Linked DNA regions of Mus musculus: region 2 is linked to region 1. Evidence: chromatin contacts called from public Micro-C data. All regions are on one chromosome and are shown on one strand. Each heading gives the region's core, a stretch centred on a gene start, on an enhancer-like site or on the middle of the called end of the contact. The rest is flanking DNA. Distances are from core to core; before and after follow the strand shown. Region 1 holds the start of Tlx2 (T cell leukemia, homeobox 2). Region 2 holds the start of Emx1 (empty spiracles homeobox 1).

The links. Hi-C and Micro-C count contacts between places; a contact is called where the count stands out from the background.
Region 2: a contact with region 1 is called in a Micro-C map of embryonic stem cells, with 8 times the contacts expected there. The contact joins the promoter of Emx1 here to the promoter of Tlx2 in region 1. A contact is called at or near these places in 1 of 39 promoter capture datasets (cranial neural crest), 2 of 484 Hi-C or Micro-C datasets (both in embryonic stem cells) and 1 of 115 datasets of contacts at active chromatin or transcription factors (embryonic stem cells).

What each region holds. Positions count from the first base shown.
Region 1 is chr6:83,066,976-83,072,445 of GRCm38.p6, reverse strand. Tlx2 (T cell leukemia, homeobox 2) reads left to right here and starts at 2,221. Exons shown (of 3, transcript NM_009392.2): 1 at 2,221-2,766; 2 at 3,155-3,392; 3 at 3,472-4,121. The coding sequence starts at 2,367. The coding sequence ends at 3,688. Dqx1 (DEAQ RNA-dependent ATPase) reads right to left here. Exons shown (of 12, transcript NM_033606.3): 12 at 5,227-5,470.
Region 2 is chr6:85,184,655-85,190,124 of GRCm38.p6, reverse strand. Emx1 (empty spiracles homeobox 1) reads right to left here and starts at 2,194. Exons shown (of 3, transcript NM_010131.2): 1 at 1,762-2,194. The coding sequence starts at 2,182.

The DNA of each region.
Region 1 (5,470 bases), core at 972-3,471:
CTTATCCTCCGTCCTTACAGCCAGGTACTAGACAGTTTTCTCATTAACTCCCAGATTTGTAAGCACAGCCGCCCTTTGTGGCCATTCTTCTCAAAGGGTCATCAATGGGGGGAGTGGTGGGGGTGAGGCGGTGCCACCTGCGCAGACTTCAAAGGTGACATTCATCCAGATCTTCACCTACTGCCTGTTTCTCATTCACTGATTCATCCTTTGAACAGTTCAAAAGGATTTATTGAGATTGGTGAGAGACACGGTCTCTTTCCCCAGGGACGCTCACCCTCCTAGCCCACCTGCAAGCCTAGGCTCCCATCCAGTGCTCCACTTTGGCTTGATTTAGGCTTCAAGTTCCGTGTAGCCTCCCCCCCTGCAGCTCAGAACAGGGAGGGCTCTGCCAAGGGAGGGGAAATGAAAGTGTTCTCTAGGGGGTATAGAAAGCACCATTGCCAAATTGTCCCCTCTACCTCCCACCCTGTGACCAGAAAGGTGGAAGGAATATCTGAGAAGGATACTGTGGCCAAAATGGGAACTGGCTCCTGCACAGTATTAATGTCCTCTTGAGCCCCTAACCACTATCTGCACCTCCACTCCCACCCCGCAGGCTTCTGAGAACACTGGGGGAGGGGGTACTTTTATCTACTTTTATGTTCCTGTCCAGATGCCCAAATATCCTGGTTCCCAGGAGAGAAAAGACCCCTTCACCCTGCCCCAGGCGCCAGGCTGCCAGCCCATCTGCTGGGAGAAAGGAGGGGCGCCTTTCCCTGGGGGATCCTAGAGAAACAACTAGAACAGTAGTCCCAACGAGTTTATGCTTGCTAGGCACTTCGCTTCACACGGGAAAGCCATAGGGTAGAGCTGAACCCTGAAGTGGGTAGGAGTGAGGGTCCAGGCCTGTCATAGTGGGGCGGGGTCTTCTGGCCAGGACGTGTCCAAGCCAGGCTGAGCAGCGCCTCCGTGCCCACCCTCTGCCCCCCTCCCTGGGCCCAGTCTCACCGGCTCGGAGGCGCCAGGGCCCCCCCCAGGGCCGGGGCGGGCTGGGGAAGGTAATGTAATTCCGGCCTAGCTAACCCGATTATGGCGGCCTGCACCGGGCAGGGTGGCGGCAGGGGCGTGTCTTCGGCTTTGGGGCCCGCCCGGCAGGGGTCCCATCCCGGGGAGGGACCTGGAGGTCACTTTCTCCCCGCTCCTGGGTCCGCGCCCAGAGGTCATAAGGTCACCAAGACGCTTCAGCCTTCTCCCACTTTCCTTGGCTGGCATGCTCCAGGCTCATTTTCTGATGCTTGGGTGGGGTAAAGTGTCTGTAAGGGTGCGGCGCTCGGAGCCTCCCAAGGCCTCAGCGACTCCCCAGTGTAGCCCTTTCGCCTTAGAGAAGGGAGGATAGTGTGTGAGGATAGCTTTCCAAGATGCGAATTAGAGAAGTGGAATCCCGCGGTGGAGGCCCGGGTTGGTCCGTTTGAGACACGGGTCCGATTTACAGCAATTTCAGAAAATCGAAATTCTAAGAAACAGGGTACTAATTCTTGGTCGGCCAAGACCAGTAAGGTGGGGAGTGGCACAGAAAAAGCCAGGAGGTGTACCACGACTCCAAGCTCAGATGTTCGTTTCCTGCCCGAGCCCACCGTACGCGCCCTGCTACCGTCTGCTTCCTACACCTGGCCTGTTCCTGGGACTCCAGATCGCGAATCGCCGTTCCCCAACCGCTTCTTGCAGAGCCAGGTAGCCACAACGAGATTTGGTCTCAGAGGGCATTTGGGTGGGGGCCACAACGAATCGAGGAGCTGGCCAGCGGCACCCATCGGGAGGCGAAGAGTGGGGTCTGGGGAGAGAAGTCCCTGCCGAGGAACCCGGGAGCCAGTCCGAAGGCGGAGGCCGGCGAAGATGCGGGCGCTCGAGCATCCCGGCTGAGTCAGCGGCCCCTCCCGCGCACCGCGCCTTCCTGATACCCGCGCCCTCCTCTGCCTGCACCAGGCACATCCAGCCATCCCTTCCCCTTTAACAGCGGGGCCCCGCCCCTGCCCTCCCTCAGCCCCCTCTGCCCACCCGAGTCACTGCCCCTGCCTGAGCTGGCCACCCCTCTCCACACCGGACTCGGGCAGCGGCCTGGGCAACTTAGCGTCCACCTGCGCTACTGCGACCCCCGCCCGCCGCGCTCCTTCGGGATGCGAGTCCCAGAGCGGACTCCCGGGAGGGGCGGGCACACGCGCGGCTGCGCCCTGTGCACAGGGATGTTGCTGTCCCGGGGGCCCCGGCGCATGGCCGTGGCCAGCCCCGCGGGCCCCTGAAGCCTCTGCCCTGAGCGCGCCGCCGCCGGGCTCCCGCAGCCGTCAGAAACACCTTTTCCAGTCATCCAACCTCTCAGGCTTGGACCCATGGAGCCCGCGGTGTTGGCTGCGCACCACCTTCCGCACCACGAACCCATCAGCTTCGGCATCGATCAGATCCTGAGCGGTCCCGAACCCCCGGGGGGCGGTCTGGGTCCCGGTCAGTCGGGCCAGAGCCACGGAGAAAGTGCGGCGTTTTCCAGTGGATTCCACGGAGCCTCGGGCTATGCTCCAGCCGGCTCGCTGGCCTCCTTGCCTAGAGGCTCGGGAGTGGGCCCCGGCGGCGTGATCCGCGTCCCCGCGCACCGCCCGCTGCCCGTGCCGCCACCCTCGGGTGCGGCCCCCGCCGTGCCCGGACCCTCTGGTTTGGGTGGCGCCGGGGGCCTAGCGGGACTCACCTTCCCCTGGATGGACAGCGGCCGCCGCTTTGCAAAGGACAGGCTCACGGGTGAGATTGCCCTACCCCTCGGTGTCCTTCCCCCGCGACCCCATTTCTTTGCTTCTCCATTTTCTGCTCCAACCCCATTGCCCGGTTATCTCTCCCCTCTGTTCATCCGCGTGGACCCTCCCCGACCCCACAGTTCTCGGTCCCACAGCAGAGAGGCAGTAAGGAGAGAGCTGCTGTCGTCGGGTGCATGCACCCCTGCCTCTGCAGTCCCACCGTGCCTACGGCGAGGAGGGGCAGGGTGAAGTTTGGGAGGACCCCGATTCTTCCTAAGCCCTTTCTTGATGAGGCTTCTGTGGTTGGGGGAGGAACCCCGATAAGGACTAGGGACTCTCTTCTCAGTCTCACCTCGGACTACCCCCAAACATTGCCCTGCTCTTCCGTCCCGTAGCTGCGCTCTCGCCCTTCTCTGGGACACGTCGCATAGGCCATCCCTACCAAAACCGGACCCCCCCGAAGCGCAAGAAGCCGCGCACCTCCTTTTCCCGCTCGCAGGTGCTGGAGCTGGAGCGCCGCTTCTTGCGCCAGAAGTACCTGGCCTCCGCAGAGAGGGCGGCGCTGGCCAAGGCCCTGCGCATGACGGACGCGCAGGTCAAGACCTGGTTCCAGAACCGACGCACCAAGTGGCGGTGAGGCGCGGGGCGCGGGCGGGCCGAGTGGCGGGGTAGGACCGGGACGCCCGCTGACCCCGGCTCTCCGCTCGCCCAGGCGCCAGACCGCGGAGGAGCGCGAGGCCGAGCGGCACCGCGCTGGTCGCCTGCTGCTGCACCTGCAGCAAGACGCGCTGCCCCGGCCGCTGCGGCCACCGCTGCCACCGGACCCGCTTTGCCTGCACAACTCGTCGCTCTTCGCGCTGCAGAATCTGCAGCCCTGGGCGGAAGACAACAAGGTGGCTTCGGTGTCCGGGCTCGCCTCGGTGGTGTGACCGACACCTGCCCGACGAGCGCCAACGTGGCCGGGTGCCGTACCGCCAGCGAAGAGTGAGGAGCAGAAGGCCCGCGGCCCGCGGCCGTCCTCTGAGGCTCTTTGGTCATCAGTGGCCCCTGGCCCACACTCTGACTCCGCCCTTCAAGGTTTTGTTTTGTTTTGTTTAAAAAAAAAAACCCCGCTGAGATGTGGGTTGCAAGAGCAACCTGCAGGATTGTGGATGAAGCAGGGACCCTGCAAGGCTGCGACTTTGCCCTGAGTGGGCTCAGAGCTCAGGTCCTGCTGGGAAGGGACCACAGAGCTGGTGTAAAGGCAGATATCAAAGGACAGCGGGGGAGGGGTAATGGAAGAGGCGCTGGCAGTAGAGAATGTGGCCTACTGTGACAGGGACCTCGTCCCTCATCTGTAAAACAATAACTAAGGATTCCTTCTAGCCTCAGTCTCCAGTTGTCTCCTGCCCAATCTGCGGACTCTCCATCTTGAGTTTTAACGCACTTATGCTATAGGTAAGATAGATTCTTATATACCCAGAAGATACACTCTAGAAAGAGAACCTGACTCCCGTGCCATGCAGGGTCAGAGAGCCAAGATGGGGAGCCGGTGGAGAATTCATGGGCCCAGTGTTAGAGTGAGCAAGAGACATGCTTTGGGACTAGCAAACCTAAGAAGAACCAAAGATGACCTTAAGACTGGAGATGTGTAGGCCAGGAAGGGGAAACTGGGGGCAAGATTAACAGTAGGCAAAACTAATGTTAGATTTAGAGAGAGAGAAAAAAATGCTAATGCCTGCCTTTGGGGGAATCTCCATGACATCACAGGGGGTGGAGACAGATGAAATTTTGGGTCTAAGATCTCCTGGTAAAGGCGGGAAGGCACAGGGAACTCTGGGGAGTTACATGGATTGAGCCTTTCTTTCCACAGTATTCTACAAACACATTTATGATGTGCAGGATGGTGGTGGATTCAGAAATTCGAGTAGACTAAGGGCAGAAGGGAAAGAGTTAGGGAGAAGTGAAGGATGGCGGCTTTAAGTTGGAATGTTCTTAGGAGATGGCACTTGCAGTAATCCTGACAATCTGAGTTTGAGCCCTAGGGGCAAGTTTGTGGAAGAAAACTGATTTCTACAAACTATCCTCTGACCACTGCACATGTGTTGTGGGTGTACACACACACACACAAACTATAATGAAAAATTAGAGAGACTGCAGACTGTAGGTGAGTCAGAGGGCGCAGGCTTTTGGTTAAGTGGAGGATGGTTACAAAGCTCTCTGGCTTAACAGGGAGATTTCGCCTCACTCCACTGTCCCCCTCTTGTTCCTGGCAGAGGCTAGAACACTGTGACGGGACACAGACCTGTGGTAGCCAGGTCACGGATGCTCTGTGCTAGGGACAGATATAGCAGCACAGAGGCTTGGGCGGAGGCAGGCAGGAGGCTGCACCTGCAGAAGTCGGCCTTTCCTTTTGTGTCACCTCTGACTCATGGATGTTGTATATGGCACTACAGAACTAAAAATCAAACTTGGCATCATAGAAAAATCATTTTTTAAAAAAAAGATTTATTTAGATGGGCATGGTGGCACATGCCTTTAATCCCAGCACTTGGGAGGCAGAGGCAGGTGAATTTCTGAGTTCGAGGCTAACCTGGTCTACAGAGTGAGTTCCAGGACAGCCAGGGCTACACAGAGAAACCCTGTCTCGTAAAACCAAAAAAAAAAAAAAAAAAAAAAAAGATTTATTTATTTAATGTATATGAGCACACTGTAGCTGACACACCAGAAGA
Region 2 (5,470 bases), core at 945-3,444, 2.1 Mb before region 1:
GGATATACTGGCCTCGCTTGGCTGAGGATGCTCGGAGCCCGAGAGCTGATCTCTCTCAAAAGGCACATCCAGCCTCGGGCGAGCGGGATCAGCGCGCGGGGCCAGAGGTGTGAAAGGTGGAGAGAAAAACGTGAGATTCCGAGATTCTGGACTAAGGGCCGAAAAAGCCCCATCCAGGAAGCATCTTGAGTGTGCTGAGGCACTGGACTAGGCTAGGAGCCCTTAGCACCCTGTCTTCCAGGGTCCCGGATCCTTCACCAAGGGTTCCAGGTCCCTTGAGCCGTGGGCTCACATCCTGGAATAATCAAAATTCCGCCAGTGGGCGCGAAGCTGAAGATAGAGCCCCCCTCCCCCGGAGGGGGGACGCGGGTAGTTGGCTAAATTAGAATAAAACCTCATTTTAGTAGTAAGCATTGGTGTTAAGTGACGGGAAATGTTACCTAAAGCAGCTAATACCTTAGGCTTTTCCGCTCCCGCCTGCGCACACTTTTTGAGGAGAAAAATATACCCACAAACATAGGCGCCGAAGTAACCACACTATTGGATCCACGGGAATTTCTGTATGTAGTGGCCAGGGAAGAGCGGGGGTCATTGATAAATCGGGCCCTCTCTAAATAGCCTTCTCCAAGTCAGTCAAGCGACTATAGCTAAAGATTCAAGACATTTTTCCTTTTATCATATAAATAATTGTATCACATATCAGATTCTCTTTGGCCGCGTAGCTCTGGCTCAATGTCAGTGTAGCTCCTGGAGCTGCTGTTTTATGAAACGCTAAATTTACCTGTAAATAAAGTCTATATCAAAGTGGGAACTAAGCAATTGCTATAGGAATCAAGGCCAAAATTTTCTTTTAATGAAAGAAAAGAAAACTGCACATCCAAGGAAGAAAATTATCTGCACTGGACACAACTCTCTCTCTCTCTCTCTCTCTCTCTCTCTCTCTCTCTCTCTCTCTCTCTCTTTAGGAAAGTCAGATAACTGGTGTGTGTGTGTGTGTGTGTGTGTGTGTGTGTGTGTGTGTGTGTGTGTTTGTGCGTGTTTAAAGCTTTTGGAGGGGTCTTAATTAGCAAACCAGATGCGGCTGCAGACGGGGTGGGGTAAGACTAGATATGACCTTAAAAGCCCTCCTCTGCCACTACCCCTCTCAAGAGGACTGTCCTGAGCTCTAGCAACCGGGTGGGCTCCTGGAGGAGGTCAGTGGTGAAGAAAGCCGGTTTGTTTTCGCAAGCCTTTTCCACTTTGGGTCGGAGAGGGCACATGTAACTGGGAAAAGTCTGGCCAAGGTTGCTGAGAAACGTCCCAAGAAATCCGAGTGAACGCACCACGCTGCCCTGCTTCTCACAGAGCCAGCGAATGCAGGTGGACTTTCCCCTGCCCCGACGCGCCAAGAGTAGTGGTGACCAAAAGAGCGAAGTATGGTCACAGCTCAGAGCTCTGGCGCGGGAAGGGCAGAGGGCCAGCATTTCAGGGTTGGGACTGGTTTAGTCGGAAAGGAGATTAAGGTTGGCCACTGGAGGGTCTGAAAAAGCTCCTAGGATGCTCTCGGCCTTCTATTCCAATTGGCTTTATTCCTTGAAAAGCGTGGCGGTCCCAACCTCACTTCTTGGGTGGGAGACCAACGCAGCAGACCACAGGCTAATCGCCTGCGCACAGTCCAGGCTGATCCCTAAGCCTTGTCCCCCCACAACTTCTGAACATCCCCGCCGCCGCGCCTAGCCTCCCCCCGCATCCCCGGGTCACGAACACGGCATGGACACTCACCCTGGAAGCGGTGGCCAAAGAAGCGATTCCGAAGCACCCAGGGGTAGAAGTGGAGAGGGTCCCGATGCTGGGCGCTGAAGAAAGAGTGAGGGGGTTGCAGCGAGGAGGAGCCCAGCTGGTGTGCCGGGTGCACCGTCAGAGCCGGGTGGTTCATGGCCTCTGGGAACACCAGCTCCGGCCCTCCATAGAGCGAGCGGCCGGCGCCCGCAGCGGCAGCGGCAGGGAAGCCACTCACGAAGGCCGTCTCGGCCGCACTGGGGTGAGGATAGTTGAGCGCCGTGGGCCTGAGCGGTTCCTCTGATGCGGCCACAGCCAGTGGATGGGAGCCCGCGCCCCCGCTGCCAGGACTCCCGCCGGTGCCACCATCCTTGGCCACCAAGGACTCTATGGTGAAACCCCGCTTAGCCGCGGGCTGGAACATCGTCGCGGCCGCCGAAGCGGAGTGAGGTAGCGGGGCTCTGGGGAACGCTCGGTGCCCCGGCGCTGCCGCCGTGCGGGGTGTGCACCAAGCCTGGCACATGCACTCACGCCCGCACCCTTCACCTCCCCCGCCCGCCCACCCGCCCGCGCTCGGCCCTTGCGGACCAGCCAGGAGCGGGGCGGCGAGGGGCGTGCGAGAGCCCTAACACCGAGTTGGGCCACTGCGCACCGCCTGGAGCGTGGTCCCCGCGGCCCAGCAGGCAGCTCCTCTCAAACGCCCGGGCGCGGGCTGCCTGTGCTACTGAGAGCCGCTTCAGCGGTCCTCCTGGATCTCTCCCTTACTAATCAAGCTGTGACCGACCACCGCCCGTGATCTTTCTAGCTCTGCCGGGCCAGGCCTGGGCTGCAGCTCTGCGAGGAGAGAGTTAGCGGGCACCTGCCCCGCGCTCCCCCATTGGCCACCGCTCACCTGCCCCAAGGTGGGGGGCGGGGCGGGGCGGGGCGATGGATGGCGGGTGGGGGAATACGGTCCCCAGTCGGAGGCAAAAGCCGGACTGGAGCATTGGTGCTTGATCTAGTGTCCTCCTCCTACCCTCCACTCTGCATCTTGATTTTCTGACTTGGTCCTTTAGCCTCCGCCACACTCTGCTCTGAGGGGGACATCTACAAAGCCTGGGCTTGAGGAAATATACCAAACCCTCTTCAAGCACGTACCTCAGTTGAACCCCCTCCCTTCGCCCTGGGATGTCGTTTCAGTTCTTAGAGAACTTGGATACAAGCTTAGGATGGGTGTTTGGGGTCCAGCCTAGATTCTCCAGAGAACCTGGTCTACGTTCGCCTAACCTAAGAGAGCTCTCCCCTCACCCACCATCAGCCTCCGGAGCTGTTTTCTGAAGCTGCGGTTATGTTTCTGAAATTTCACATTTTTATGGATTTGGGGAACAGTGCTTCAAACAGGATATGCATTCTTTTCTCAGGGGCCAGGTTCGCACTGTCCGGGGAGGAGCGACATAACCCATCACTCCGCAGCTCTCCCGCGGCAGTTCGCAAGGGTTCCAATGCAGCGGTTTTGCCAGCCTTCCCCCTCCCTCCCTCGCGCTGCGACCATCTCCCACTGGACCACGGGGCTTAAGCTCAGAGTGATTTCCTTTCCTTGGGCGTCAGTATTGGACGACAAGGCCAAAATGGGGTCTTTGGGTCACTGCATTCTAAATTGGAGCTGGCCTTGCTGTTCGCGTGGTTCTCCAGAGGACAGGCCAGTGGTCCTTGGGGGGAGGGGAGTGGCATCCTAGCTTCTTGGACGTGTGACCTGCGACCTGCGACCGCGGGCCAGTGTCCCAATCTGCTCAAGTTAGTTTCCAATGCAGGCACTAAGTCCGGAGGGCAAGAAGGCGGTTGACCATTAGAACCTGTACTCTGTAATCTATCTACCCCAACCTTCCAGGGTACTGTGGCCTAAGGGGTCTCTTGGTTAGGAGGTCCAGACCCAGTCAGTCCTTGGTCGCATATGGCGGGAGAGGAGGAGGGCGAAGATAATTTTCCTTTTTTGACGCTGCCCTGGTGAGTCCAACTGGCCACAGCAAAACCCAAACGCTTACCTCCTAGCTGGGCCTCCAGAACCCCGAAGGGCAGTGGGGTCTACACCCCCTACAACTATGGGGACTCCAGGCCAGGTCTTGCAGCGGCCCGCCGAAATGCCCGGAGCCTTGGTCTGGAGAAGCGCTCGGGGCGCCCTCGCTGCTACAAAGCGGGTTAAAGTCTATTTTCCACTCCACTGCTCCGAAAAGCCCCCGCAAGCCTGTACCATTCCGACCCCCGTGGGCGAGATGGGGAGGAGGCGGCGAGAGGGGGCTGAAAGAGGACCGCACCTTGCAGCCCTTCCCGTCCTGGGTGACCCAGGACCAGATACTTGGGTTTCCCACTCTTTACCAGATTCGCGCTACTCACCCTGTCTCACCCTGCCTTCTCCGGATCTCTGCAACTTCTTATGATGCTTTGCCAACTCCCCCAACCCGATACCTGACTCAGATCGTCCCTTTTCAACTCCTGCTTCCTCTGTCCACATAAGGATCAATCTTTCCCTCTTTTCCTTTGCCACATACTGGATGGCAGGGCGGGGTGGGGGTGTTGATCACTAAAGTGGCAGAGGTGGGCATCAGAAGAAGGTCTCCTTGGAGCAAGGTCTGGGCAGAAACGGAGTTTCCATTGAGTAAAACTGTCTAGGCTTAAGCTCTGGGGACAACCAAGTGTTGGGCTCTATGGGGGAGACAGAACAGGCCCCCTTTCTGGTCTGTGTGCTCTGAGTCCCACAGGTCATCCTCAGGCTCCTCCTTCTCCCCTCGTGTCTAGCCCGGGCAGTAGCTAAGAACCCCTTAAAGGAGGCGATCAGCTGGGAAGCTGCACTGTCTCCACCATCCCAGTCTCGCATCTAAAGAACCTGCTCGGCTCATCACTGCTCCTAGGCAGTCCTCCACCCACGCGCCTTCCTCCCTATTCCTCTCCAGAATTCCCTAATCCCCTCCTGTCAGGCTGCAGGCATTGATACCTGCCTGGTTTCCTGACCTCTGCTCCCCTTAGGGCCTCCTCTTCCTAGCTACTCCCCTGCAGCAGCTGGAGAAGTAGCCAAGGCTTCCATCCCTTACTGGATTCTGCATGGAAGTTCTGACCTTCACCCAGTTCTCTCTTCCTGCCCTCCACCCTGCTCTGCCCTCGCCCCCACAGCATGCACACCTCTCCTTCTACCACCATCCTTTACCAAAATACCCCCCACCCCACCCCCGCCACACACACACCTTTCACCTTCAGCCTGCTGCCCACTTTATCATCCTGTGGTCTCCCTTCCCATCCAAACTGTTGGGCTCTGCAGGAGAGGGAGGCCCATCACACACAGTAAGAGCTCCTACACTCCACACATCTGCCTGGCTGTGCCAGCTCATCCCACATCTGTCCAGCCTTTTCCCTCGATTTCTTCAGAGATCCTGGCACCTACTCTGCTGATCCAACCTGAACCATCTGGACCATTCTGTCTGTTTCTCTCTCCTCAGTCTCTGAGATGGCATGGACCAAATGCAGACTCTGTGTACTGGACCATGAGACTTGTTCAAGCATCCTGCCTCCAGTGCATAGCTTGTAAGTGACAAAGGTTCTATGGGAATTCTGCAGAAATTCAATCAATAACAGATACTGCCCAGGGACAACACCCATTCCATAGAAGCCCTGGAGAAAAACCACCTGGGAAGCAGCTACCCTCTTTGTTGGGATGCACTAAGGGAGCATCTTCAAGACTTCC